4 separate regions of the Sus scrofa genome follow, and regions 1, 2 and 4 are each linked to region 3. A link is a contact called in public Hi-C and HiChIP or PLAC-seq data. All regions are on one chromosome and are shown on one strand. Each heading gives the region's core, a stretch centred on a gene start, on an enhancer-like site or on the middle of the called end of the contact. The rest is flanking DNA. Distances are from core to core; before and after follow the strand shown. Region 1 overlaps LOC102166061 (a long non-coding RNA gene). Region 2 holds the start of RNASEH2B (ribonuclease H2 subunit B). Region 3 overlaps LOC110255810 (a long non-coding RNA gene). Region 4 overlaps LOC106507157 (a long non-coding RNA gene).

Evidence for each region. Hi-C and Micro-C count contacts between places; a contact is called where the count stands out from the background. HiChIP or PLAC-seq counts read pairs in DNA pulled down with a chosen protein or histone mark.
Region 1: a contact with region 3 is called in an H3K27ac HiChIP or PLAC-seq map of alveolar macrophages. The contact joins two enhancer-like sites. A contact is called at or near these places in 1 of 47 Hi-C or Micro-C datasets (embryonic fibroblasts) and 2 of 2 datasets of contacts at active chromatin or transcription factors (alveolar macrophages and skeletal muscle).
Region 2: a Hi-C map of skeletal muscle shows a contact between it and region 3, with 2.6 times the contacts expected there. The contact joins the promoter of RNASEH2B here to the enhancer-like site in region 3. A contact is called at or near these places in 9 of 47 Hi-C or Micro-C datasets (alveolar macrophages, embryonic fibroblasts, fetal skeletal muscle and 3 more).
Region 4: a contact with region 3 is called in an H3K27ac HiChIP or PLAC-seq map of alveolar macrophages. The contact joins two enhancer-like sites. A contact is called at or near these places in 2 of 2 datasets of contacts at active chromatin or transcription factors (alveolar macrophages and skeletal muscle).

What each region holds. Positions count from the first base shown.
Region 1 is chr11:17,610,967-17,613,666 of Sscrofa11.1, forward strand. All of the region lies in intron 4 of LOC102166061 (a long non-coding RNA gene), which reads right to left. Among named protein-coding and RNA genes, the nearest start is that of MIR15A, 150 kb to the right of the region's middle. Within about 2 kb of position 1,280, at least 55 of the 83 cell types and tissues checked have an H3K27ac peak or open chromatin away from gene starts, as enhancers often do. A contact at or near this core is called in alveolar macrophages and skeletal muscle, where this site is marked.
Region 2 is chr11:16,910,364-16,913,063 of Sscrofa11.1, forward strand. RNASEH2B (ribonuclease H2 subunit B) reads right to left here and starts at 1,443. Exons shown (of 11, transcript NM_001244492.1): 1 at 1,252-1,443. The coding sequence starts at 1,303. LOC110255807 (a long non-coding RNA gene) reads left to right here and starts at 1,652. Exons shown (of 3, transcript XR_002336662.1): 1 at 1,652-1,912; 2 at 2,588-2,687.
Region 3 is chr11:17,289,541-17,292,240 of Sscrofa11.1, forward strand. The region is part of intron 1 of LOC110255810 (a long non-coding RNA gene); the gene reads right to left. Among named protein-coding and RNA genes, the nearest start is that of DLEU7, 320 kb to the left of the region's middle. Within about 2 kb of position 1,306, at least 22 of the 83 cell types and tissues checked have an H3K27ac peak or open chromatin away from gene starts, as enhancers often do. A contact at or near this core is called in alveolar macrophages, fetal skeletal muscle, retroperitoneal adipose tissue and 1 more, where this site is marked.
Region 4 is chr11:17,697,866-17,700,565 of Sscrofa11.1, forward strand. The region is part of intron 5 of LOC106507157 (a long non-coding RNA gene); the gene reads right to left. Among named protein-coding and RNA genes, the nearest start is that of MIR15A, 58 kb to the right of the region's middle. Within about 2 kb of position 1,331, at least 13 of the 83 cell types and tissues checked have an H3K27ac peak or open chromatin away from gene starts, as enhancers often do. A contact at or near this core is called in alveolar macrophages, where this site is marked.

The DNA of each region.
Region 1 (2,700 bases), core at 30-2,529, 320 kb after region 3:
ATAGAAGAGGCAAGGACAGGGACCAGGCTGGTTCCCCAAGGTAAGTCGGGCCCCTTGAAAGAGCTACTGCTTCAGAGTTTCGGTTGTATTCAGAGGTTGGAATACAGTTGGCCGTAGTCACCACTCAGAGCACAACAAGAGGAAATGAGTGTAAACCTCATCAAGAATAACCTAGTTTAGACAAAAGGAATAATCTGTGAAGACTATTAGCAGGATATAATGCCCAAGTGTTTGCAGAGCATTTTTTAAATTAGGCAACTGTCCTCACCAGTGACTGTGACTAATTAAAAAATCATGTCATCGTATTCAGAAATGCAAACTGGCTATAGCCACAACCAACTTCAAGAATATATTGCTATGCTTTATAAACTGATTTAAAAGTCTTATTCAAGCCAGAGAGGGATCCTGAGATATTTCTATACAACGTAAGAATTCAGAAATTTAATATTAAGTAACTACTCAAATACACTTTGGGAGGCAAGTTACATGAAGATAAGTAAATCAGTGGGCGTTTTTTATGGCTTGTTTTTTCAAAATTGGATAAAAGCTGCATAATGCACTATACCTCAAGCCTAAAGTTAGAAAGATATCACACCATCACATACTATGTAGAAACCCGTTTTTGCAGAACAGCCAGACTCCCAATCAGTAATCAGGAATCTTTGAATTCAAAAGTGCACATTGTTCTTTTGGCTAAAAATAGCAGAGAATCTCAATCCCTTAAATACAGAGCAATCTCTTATGACCTCTAATTTATTGCACTTCCTGTGACCAACAAAAACTTACTGAATACCTATTATGAGCTTAGTTTGTGTGAAGCCTTCTGTAAACACCAAAGTGAATTTTTAAATATAAAGAAAAAGACATTTCAAGCTGTTTAGCATGTATCGAAATTCACACTATACATTTTTGACAGGATAATGTAATTTAGCATGTATTTTCTCCTTCTCACACCTTGTTGGTATATTTTCTCAAACTTCTGAGACCTATACAAAATTTACTTTCTAGTAGTTTTTTAAGGGCTAAAGACTGGAAGAACAGACCGAAGAAGTTCACAGACACTCGTTCGCACAAACAAACGCAAGGCTGTGTACACGCACACGGCCGCCCCCCCACCCCCCGCTCCCCACCCCCCGCTCCGCCTTCTCTCCTCCGCCCCTGGGGATGTCTGATCTGCAGTCTGGGAAAGGAAAGCGCCTCCTCCACATCCTCTCCCAGGGTCTCTCCCCAGGCCCGCGTCCGCGGGGAGAAGTGCTGACTCACAGCCTCGGCGGGTTAGCAGCTCTCACTTCCCCAGCCCCGCTGAGCCGGACCACCGAGCCGACCCGGCCGTGGGCGGGGGCGCGGGGGGCAGGGGGGCGGCGCTGCCGTTCCGCTCTGCCGAGGGCTGTGGGGAGGAAACCCCAAAGGGCGTCTGGCCGCGCTGGGCGCTCCTAGGATCGCACTGCTGGGCAGCTACGGGGCAATGGCAGAAAAGGAGAGAGAGAGAAAAAAAATGAAATGAAACTTTGGAAGGTCAAGAGACAGAGAAGGCAAAGGGAGACAAAGAAGAAGAAAGGAAAAAAGGGCCTGGGGTGAGGTGGTTGAGTCCCCCAAGCCAGGGGACAGTCAGCCTGCAGAGTGTCTCCGCGCTCTGAGCTATGACTGAGAGTCTTTGACCAGACACCTGCAGACTTGTGTGTAGTCGATTGCTCATAAGGTGCCCTTCCAAAAGCTTTTTACTTTTTCAGGCCACAGATTTAATGGAAGTGACTTGCCCAAGAACATAGTCCAAGCTCTCTCCTGTTAGCCCCACTGGTAATAATCTAATATTCCGCATACTTCAGGACCCTGAGGGTCAGGTCTCATCATCCCAGAAATTGAAATAGTGTTAACAATAAACAATCAAAGAAAAAAATTTTATTCTCAAAAGCAGTTGTGTGATTCTAATTTTAAGTTCTAGAATAGGCAAAACAAATCTATGATAGGGGAAAAAAAATCAGGACCATTGTTGTCTTAGTGGTTTGTACTTGGGGACTGACTGGGAAGGATCATGGAAGGAACTTTCTGGAATGATAGTAATGTTTTATATTTTAATAGTGGTTTGGGTTGGAGTTCCCGACTTGGCTCAGCGGTTAACGAACCTGACTGGCATCCATGAGGATGCAGGTTCGATCCCTGGCCTTGCTCGTTGCCGCGAGCTGTGGTGTAGGTGGCAGAGATGGCTCAGATCTGACGTTGCTATTGCCCTGCCGTAGGCTGGTAGCAACAGCTCCGATTAGACCCCTAGCCTGGGAACCTCCATATGCCGTGGGTGCGGCCCTAAAAAGAGAGTAAGACCAAAAAAAAAAATAGTGGTTTGGGTTACACAGCTGTATGTATTTATTAAAACTTTTCCAGCGGTTTATGCATTTTGCTATATGTGAATTTTACCTCAAAGGAAAAATATAGAAAATATTTAACTCTAGCTAAATATATGCATGCCAATGTGTTTAGGGATGATGTGTTCTGATGTCTGCAACTTCCTTTGAAATACATCCAAAAAAATAATATGTACTGATGAATGGATAGCTGTGCAGATATCAACACATGATAAATCAGGTATAGTAAAATGTTAATTACAGACTCTAAACGGTAGGCATATGGTTCACCACAAAATTTTTTCAACTTTTCTGGAAGCTTGAAAATTTTATAATAAAATGGCAAAAAAGCATTTGATGA
Region 2 (2,700 bases), core at 193-2,692, 380 kb before region 3:
AGGCCTGGCACCAAGGAACACACACTTACCCCAACAAGCAGAAGGAACCTCTGGTGACAGAGGTCAGCAGCGGGGTTACTGGGGCTATCCAGCAACAGGTAAGAGAAGCCTACTGGAAAAGTTCTAGGTCTTGACATGAGGAATGCTTACAGGGGTACAGATATATGAAAAGTTCATTGAGTTGCACCTGCTTAAACTTGTATATGTTACTATATGCATACTTCTTTACAAATGGAGAAAAAGTAAAACACAAAAAATATCGACAGATTGTCATGTAACAATTTTCAATATCCACCATAAAAATCTAGATTAATGGCCATCTATATTGTTATCAGAGTATCATTTACTTGAAAAATACCATATTTGCCGAATAAAGTCTCCAAGTTAGATACTGAAAACAATGGGTTTTCCTTATATCCAATGTTATGTCATCAAATCAATCTATCATCCCATGAAAGGGCCAAACCTTTCTGACCTGCACTCCCTGGTCCCAACTCCATTTATTCTGACACTTCATGCCAATCATGGCTGGCAACTGATGTCCATCATCCGAAGCCTCTGCGGTCCCTGAATCATCACCCCGGGGAGGCTGAAAAGGCAGGTTCCACCACTCCCATCATTAGCTACCTGCCTGAATCTCTTTGAATCACCCTTGTCCTAACCCCTGCCACACAGCTTCCCTCCTGCCTCACCAACCAAGGCCTGTCCCAGGGAAGGGATGGGGTTAAGACACCACAGCCTCCAGGCCGATGCGGGTCTACTGGATCCTCGGTTCCGATCTAGTAGGTCCCAGATGCCTGGCCGGCTGTCGAGTGGCGAGGGGTATCAAATTACATCCCAGGAGCGGACAACTGCGGAACCTGCGCCGCTCTCCGCTGGCCTGGGCCGCAGTCTCCAGCCCACCTGATCTACAAAGAACCCCAAGGGGGAAAATCCGCTCGGTCGGTTTTTGCGCTTCCAGCTCGGGTTTTGAAACGCACAGATACAGAACTTGAAACCGAAATGAAGAACCACGTGTTCCGAGAGACACTCGAGTCCCGCGCGCGCGGCCGAGGGGCGCGCAGGGCCTGCGCGGGGTGTACCTCGGCTGCGCGCGGACAGGGGGGCCCGCCGGGGTGCGCGCGCCGGGGCCGCCGCTGAGAACCCGCCTGGGCGCCGCCCCCGCGGACGCTCGGCGCGCGCTCCCGCGCGGCGGTTGGGGGACAAGGGGCCGGGCCGAGCGCGCCGCTGCCCCGGGGCGGTCGTGTTTACCTGGGACCAGGAACACGTGCTGCCGGCCGCAAGCCCCGTCTCTGCGGTCCATGCTGCCCGCCGTGCCCGCCGAGCGCTCCGGGTGGCCGCAGGCCTCTGCACGCGGAGCGCGGGCCCGGCCAGAGCCCCGCGGCAAATGGCGGGAGAAGGGACTTTACCGAGGAGCGCAGCGTGCAGAGGGCGGGCCCGGAGGGCGGCCCGCGGGGAGAACCTCGGGCTTTCTTTTCGTTTCGTTTCCGGAGCCCGCCAGTGGCTTAGGTTAAGTGTTTAAATTGAGCGCCAGGCCCAGGCCGGCGGAAAGGGTCGCGGCCCCTCCGCCCCGCGGCGCGGCCAATGGGAGGTGCTCACCCGCGGCGCCCAGTGACGCGACGCGCTGGGCGGCGACCCAGGGCGGCGGCGGCGGCGGCGGCGGCGGCGGCGGCGGGCGGATCGCTTCAGCCCGGGGCGCCGGGTCTCTGCTTGCAGCGGCCCAGGGTCTTCCCAGTGGGGGAGTGGGGACCCCAAGGCTGGTGGACTCGCACACACCTGGCAGAAGGGAAAGCCTGGAGCGAATCCACGTCCAAATCCTAATGCTACTCTGGTCATCGTACCTTGATTATTATTTGCATCCTGCGTTGGAAGTAATGCCCGAATCTAGTGTGCTGTGTGCTTCGTGACACAGGTAAAGCAGTCCTCAACTTGGGGTTAGTCCTTGTCACTACGAAGAGGTGCACAATTTGAGGCTCAAAATATGCATTTGCTTTGAAAGACAATTTGCAATGAGTTAATCAAGACATTTTAAAAGCGTTATTTAAAAAGTTAGAGTCATGAAATTTGAAGATTTAAACTTTTAAAATAAAATTTTAATTGTACACGGTTTTAGAAAAGGTGGTAATAAACATCTGTCTCATACTTTAAAGAAAAGTATGACTCCCTGCTAATAACCCAGATCTCCAGCCCTCTTCCCCAGGGGCAATTACTGTTAAGTCTGTCTATTCTAACAGGATCTTGCCATTCACAAGTTCATGTCTCTCTTTTTTCTTTTTTTGCACAAATGGTATTTGGGGTATATTTATTTTTCTTCAAAAGATATTCAAAAACAGAAACATTTCCCTTTATAATGTTAATTAAAATGCAAAAGATATATGTATGTGTATATATATGTCTATACACGTATAGACATATATATACTCCTACATACACATATATATCTGAATATGCATGCATTATGAGTATACATAACTTTAATGCACTTAGGTTTTTTGGTTTAAATCTTGAAGATAGTTAAATTCAGCAGCACTAGATCTATCTCAGCCTTCTGAAGGGTTTTTTTAATTTCAATCCCATTTCCCATGAGGGGGGAGAAATGCAGCTAAGTAAGTTGACTGCAGGCCACACCTGGCAGAGAGGACCGTTGAGGAGGGAGACCCAGATGCCAGCCCCGGGGCAGGCAACAGGTCGGTATTATTG
Region 3 (2,700 bases), core at 56-2,555:
GTCTCAGCTGTACCTGTTTCCCAGTGACTAGGAATCAGGATTCTCTTCTGCTAAGAATCCTAAGTGGGATGGAGTGTCCCTATTCTGTCTCACAAACAGCACTCTAAGAAGAGCAGTGGCGCCTCACAGGACAGGAAGAACAGGAAGAATTGAGACACTGGTGACTGTGGCTTCATCCAACTGCTGCGAGTGAACAAATGTAAAAGATGTATTTTTGCTCTCTCAGATGGGAAAGGAGTCCCTGGACTGTGTCCATGTAGAGTTCAGGGTTGGATTTCTAGGAAAGCCTCAGTGAGGGGCTGAATTATGTGCTATTAACTCAAGCTGCAGCTGTCCTGGGGGTCAACAGAGCTGTCTGAGCTCATGTTACATGCGTACACTGGTGGCCAGAGCTTAGGGGCTAGTGTCACTGGGAGTCAATCCTGAGATATCCAAACCAGCCTAGGAGGCACATGCGTCCCTGTCACTGTCCCTCATGTCCACCTCTGGACACTATCACCTGGGGTCCAAAGTTCAGCTGTTCTTAGACACAAATTATAAACACATTCTACAACTTCTGTGAACCATCTGGAGCAGGTTCAGAGCACAGGACTGCACTGCCAAGGACTTTAAGGCTTAAGAATTGACTCCCAGATAACAGCTCTTCTCAGCAAGGAAATCTGCCCAGGTCCCTAGGTGCCCAAATAGCCCTGTTGATAAAATGAGCTCTGCTGCAGACTCACTCAGCTCCTCCAGTTGTGATTCCCAATGCTGAGTGACCACCATGGGCGCTTGATGTTTGTTCTTCCCTTTACAACTCCTTCTTCACTGTCAATTTCCTGCCCATCCTCCACCCAAGCTGCTCATTTAACAGTGCCAGCTGATCAGCTCTTAGAGAACAGAGTGTGCCTTTAAGGCTCCTTAGAGGAGAAGTACTTGACAAGTACAAAATGGAAAAATTTTTCGACAAATGTGACATTTAATTTGAAGTATCAGCCATAATGATCAACATCAATAAATTCATTTATTTTCCATTAAGACATTGTGTGTGTGTGTGTGTGTGTGTGTGTGTGTGAGAGAGAGAATTCACAGGCACTGTGCAGTGTCCCACTCTCTCCCTCTCTCTTGTCAGTGCATCTGCGCATGTGTTTGTTCACTGAGCCGTGTCCAGCTTTCTGGGCTCCTCCACTGGCAGCCTGTGCCCTCCCTAATCAATAAGAAACCAGACAAATTGGAGGCATGCAGCTATTTCCACCGGTTCACAGAGGGAAAGCTTTGGTGCACTCCCTAGAGGCTAGGCCAGGCCTGTGAGTTGAAGCTGTAGAAGGAAGCTGACTTGTAAACCTTCCTCCACAATCAGGGTTTACTCTGTTTATTCTGTCAATCCTGTTTATTCTTTCAACTCTGGCTTCTCAGCAGAACAGCTCATCACACTACACCCAAATTGTGGGGACACATAGAAAACATCCAAAAAGAACCAGAGAGAGCTCACTCCTGCTGATTCATTCACTAAGCCATTTGTTAGCAAGCTAGTTTGGGGTTTCTCTTTTCCACAATATTTCAACACTTAGGGAATTAAAACTGCCAGCTGTTCTCTTCTTCAAATAAGATACCCTGGATAATTGGGAATTTAAAGTAAGTTTCACTCTTAAAGTCCCCTTCTAAAATATGTCTGACCAAAATAATCAGTTCTCGAAATAACTTGGAAATCCAGACCATACAGAAGAGTCATGTATAACATTAAGGACAGAGTTATTCAGAAGTTGGTAAACATACACTGAAGCAGTCCTGGTTTCTAAGATTTAAAATGTAAAACCAAATGACTCATAATTTCTGAATTATGGCTCTGGATGCGAGCTTACAGAAAGCTACAAATATCAAATTGGACATAGCGTAGCTGAGAAACTGTGAAATCAGCAAAGACCTGACTCCAATTCTACACTTGCTGTGCAACCTGAAACAAATGATATGCTCTGACTAAGCCTCAGTTGTTCTCATGACTAAAATGGGAATCATGAGTCATCCCTCAACTCGGTGAATTTTTGTGGGGATTCAGACTAGGAAATGCATTGTAAAATTGTTTCTGGCTCATAGTAAGTACTTCGTAAATGAAAATTACTGGACACACATTTTACAGATAATATCTTCAAAAATCAGGAACTTAATTTTAAAATTTAGGAGACAAGGAAGACCACTTTGAGGAAATATCTGACTCTGCAATCAGATAATGAAACATCTTAGAAATACAGATTACTCGGAGCAGACCTAAGTGCCAGGGACAGGGCTCATACCCAGCTGACACACAATAAACATTTATTGACATTGACCATGGTTACTTCAGGTTAAAAATAAAACATTTGGAAGAATTACAGAATCACTTGTGGTTATTTCTGAAATATTATGACATCAAAGTAAGAATTCAAAGTATCACCACCACAAAATAAAATAAAATAAATAAAATAAAATAAAATAAAACCTGGGTACCAGTTTTGTTTAAAAAGACCCGAATAACCCAAAACTCAAGTATTGCTTGTAAAGCAAAAGTTCATAAAATTATAAAACCAGAATTAAGAAAGGCTTCCTAGAAATGGACAGAGGCTCATCAACTTCAGCAGAGAAGTTTCTTTATCAACCATGGATGCCACAGTAACAAGTCACCATGCTAGGGTGGTATCTGTGTATTCTCAGACCACCCAACCCTTCCGAGTTAGCTAAAGGGCC
Region 4 (2,700 bases), core at 81-2,580, 410 kb after region 3:
TTTTTTTTAATCTGTATGTTCCCAATTTAGAAATGCTAAGAGACTCTGCTATGAAAAAAATATATTTTCATTTGCCATGTCATTATTTTTTAAAAGTCAGGGTTTTAATGTTTCTGTTTTGTAACCTTAATTCCTTTGATCATTTGCTCTTGATTTCTATTTTTAAATCTCTTGGTCACAACACACTTCGATTCTCAATTCCTAGTCATTAATTTTCATTCCTCACTTAGTTATTGGCTCTTCACGAAGGTTTTTTTTTTTTCTACATGGATTCATGGATGCTATGTTTGCCTTTTTTGTCAATTTCTGAATGACACTTACTTAGATATAATGGTTTAGGATCATGCTGGCTTCACCTTAAAACTGTAGACATTTTTCCTTTGTTTTCTGGCCTTGAATATTGCTTAGAGGAAGTCTAAGGCCAGCATGACTTCCTCCCTCTTATAAGTTACTTAGTTTTTTGCTTAGAGGTCTGAAGTTTTTCCATCAGTCTTTATGGTTAATAGCTCAACCAGGAGATGCCTTGATGTTGAATATTGTATGTCCACTTTTTTTGAATATTTTTTTCTTCAGAGTCAGTTCTTTCAGATTTTGTGGAAATTCTCTTCTATTACATCTTTAAGTGCTTTTTTCTGATCCATTTGTTACATTATGTACCCAGGAAGTTGAATCAGGCTGATATATTTGTCTCACTTGCATATTATCATCTTTGCAATTACTCTGCCCCACTTTTCTTCTGCATTCACTGCAATTTATTAAATTAATTTGTCAACTGGAATGTATTGAGTTCCAGCACTAGCAGTAAATAAGATCACATCCCTGCTTTTATGAAGCTGTGAAGCTTTCGCTTGAGGATAGGGGAGGGAGAAATAAACATAACAAAGTCAGGTAGTGATAACAATAAGAAACCCAGGTAAAGAAATGGAGGGGTCGGGGCAGGAATTGTGCGTTTTAGATAACGCAGTGAGAGCAGGCCTCCCTAAGATGATATTTGAGAAGAAATGTGAATGAAGTGAGGCAGCGAGCTAGGCAAACACCTGGGCAATACATATGAGGAGAACAACAAGTACAAAGGACTTGCAATAGAAGAATGGTGTGTTCAAGACAGAATGATTCAAGTTGAATGAGTAACCAGAAAGTGATGAGAGGTTAAACCAGATAATTGGATAGGCCAGGTCACAAAAGGGGCTGGAGACCCTAGAGAGGAGACTGAAATTTGTTCAAACTGTGACAGAGCAGAGAGATGGTATGGGCTTTAGAGGAGTCACTCTGGCTGCTGCTAAGTATTTCAACAGCACTCAAATGAGTATAAGGAATTAGTCAAACAGGTGTGGTCAAACCGAAAAAGGAAAAAGAGAGCCCTGAGATAACAGAGGAACTTCAGGAAGCAGTTACTACTCCTAGTCCTCAATAAACTCGGGCAGACCTGAAGTTTCTAGAAGCCAGGAGCTATAAAGGGAAACTCGGCAGAGCTGGAACCCTAACCTGGGTGGGGGGGTGCTGCCCAGTGGCTTTTGGTACTTCTATGTGGGGGCTGGTTCTAGGAGAGTGGAAAATAGTTGAAATTTAGGGCTAGCTGCTGCTGCCAGGGAGAAGTTCCATAACTGGGCAATGCTGGCAGGTGCAGAAAGCCCACAAGGAAGAACAAGTTCTTTTTCCCTCTTCTTGACTTTTTCTTCTGTTGACTGACTGATTGTAGCAAGCAGAAATGTAGCTTCCAGAGTCCCAGTCCCAGCATCACAAAGCAGACTATAGAAGGGTTTACTGAGAAAAGATAACAGTCTACTGGCACAAAGAGGAATTAAGGGTGATTTTTTAGGCTTTTGTCTTGAGCAACTGGATGAAAATAATGTCATTTATTGACATGGGGGAACTTAGGAAGAAGTAATTTGAGGGGGAGAAGAAAATAAATGTTTGTTCTGAATGAGTTAACTTTGAGGTTTTTATTAGACACCTAAGTGGAGTTCCTGGGCAGGCAGTTGGATATGAGTTCAGAGCTTAACAGAGGTATTAGGGATAGAATACAAATTTCAGGAGTCCTAAGAGCACAGACAATATTTATACCAGAAAAAATGGGTCAGATGACCTAGGGGGAAATGAGTATTGACAAGGAAGAACAAAAAAAGGATGAGGACTATGCCTAGGAGTCCCAAACATTTGGGAAGAGGAAGATGATCTGGCAAGACGTTAATAAACAAGAGCAGTTTTAGGTGGCGATGTGAAGACAATAATCCTAACTGGAATGAATTGAAGAGATAATATATGATGAGGAAGTGGAAACTGCCAGCATAGACAATCTTTAAAATCTTTTAAAAAATCAAATAAAATACTGTTATAAAAGGGAACAGAAGAAAGGGGTTCTTACTTACCATGGAAATAGGGGGGGATATGAGGTCTAAGATGATAGTATGTTTAGAAGGGGAAATATTACAGTATGTCTACTGGCTGGAATAATCCAGTAAAGAAAGAGAAACTAAGGATGCAGGAAATGGAGGAGATAATCACAGGAGTGAAGTCCTTGACTATACAAGGAAATATGGCATCTGGGGCACAAGGAGAAGGGCTTAGATAAGAGCAGGGATAGCAGACTCTAGACAAAGGAGGAGAGAGTATATGGAGGCAGGCTGAAAAATACAGCATGGGAAAGATGAGTTTCTCTGGTGACAGCTTCTATTTATCAATAAAATGAGAGTCTGAAGT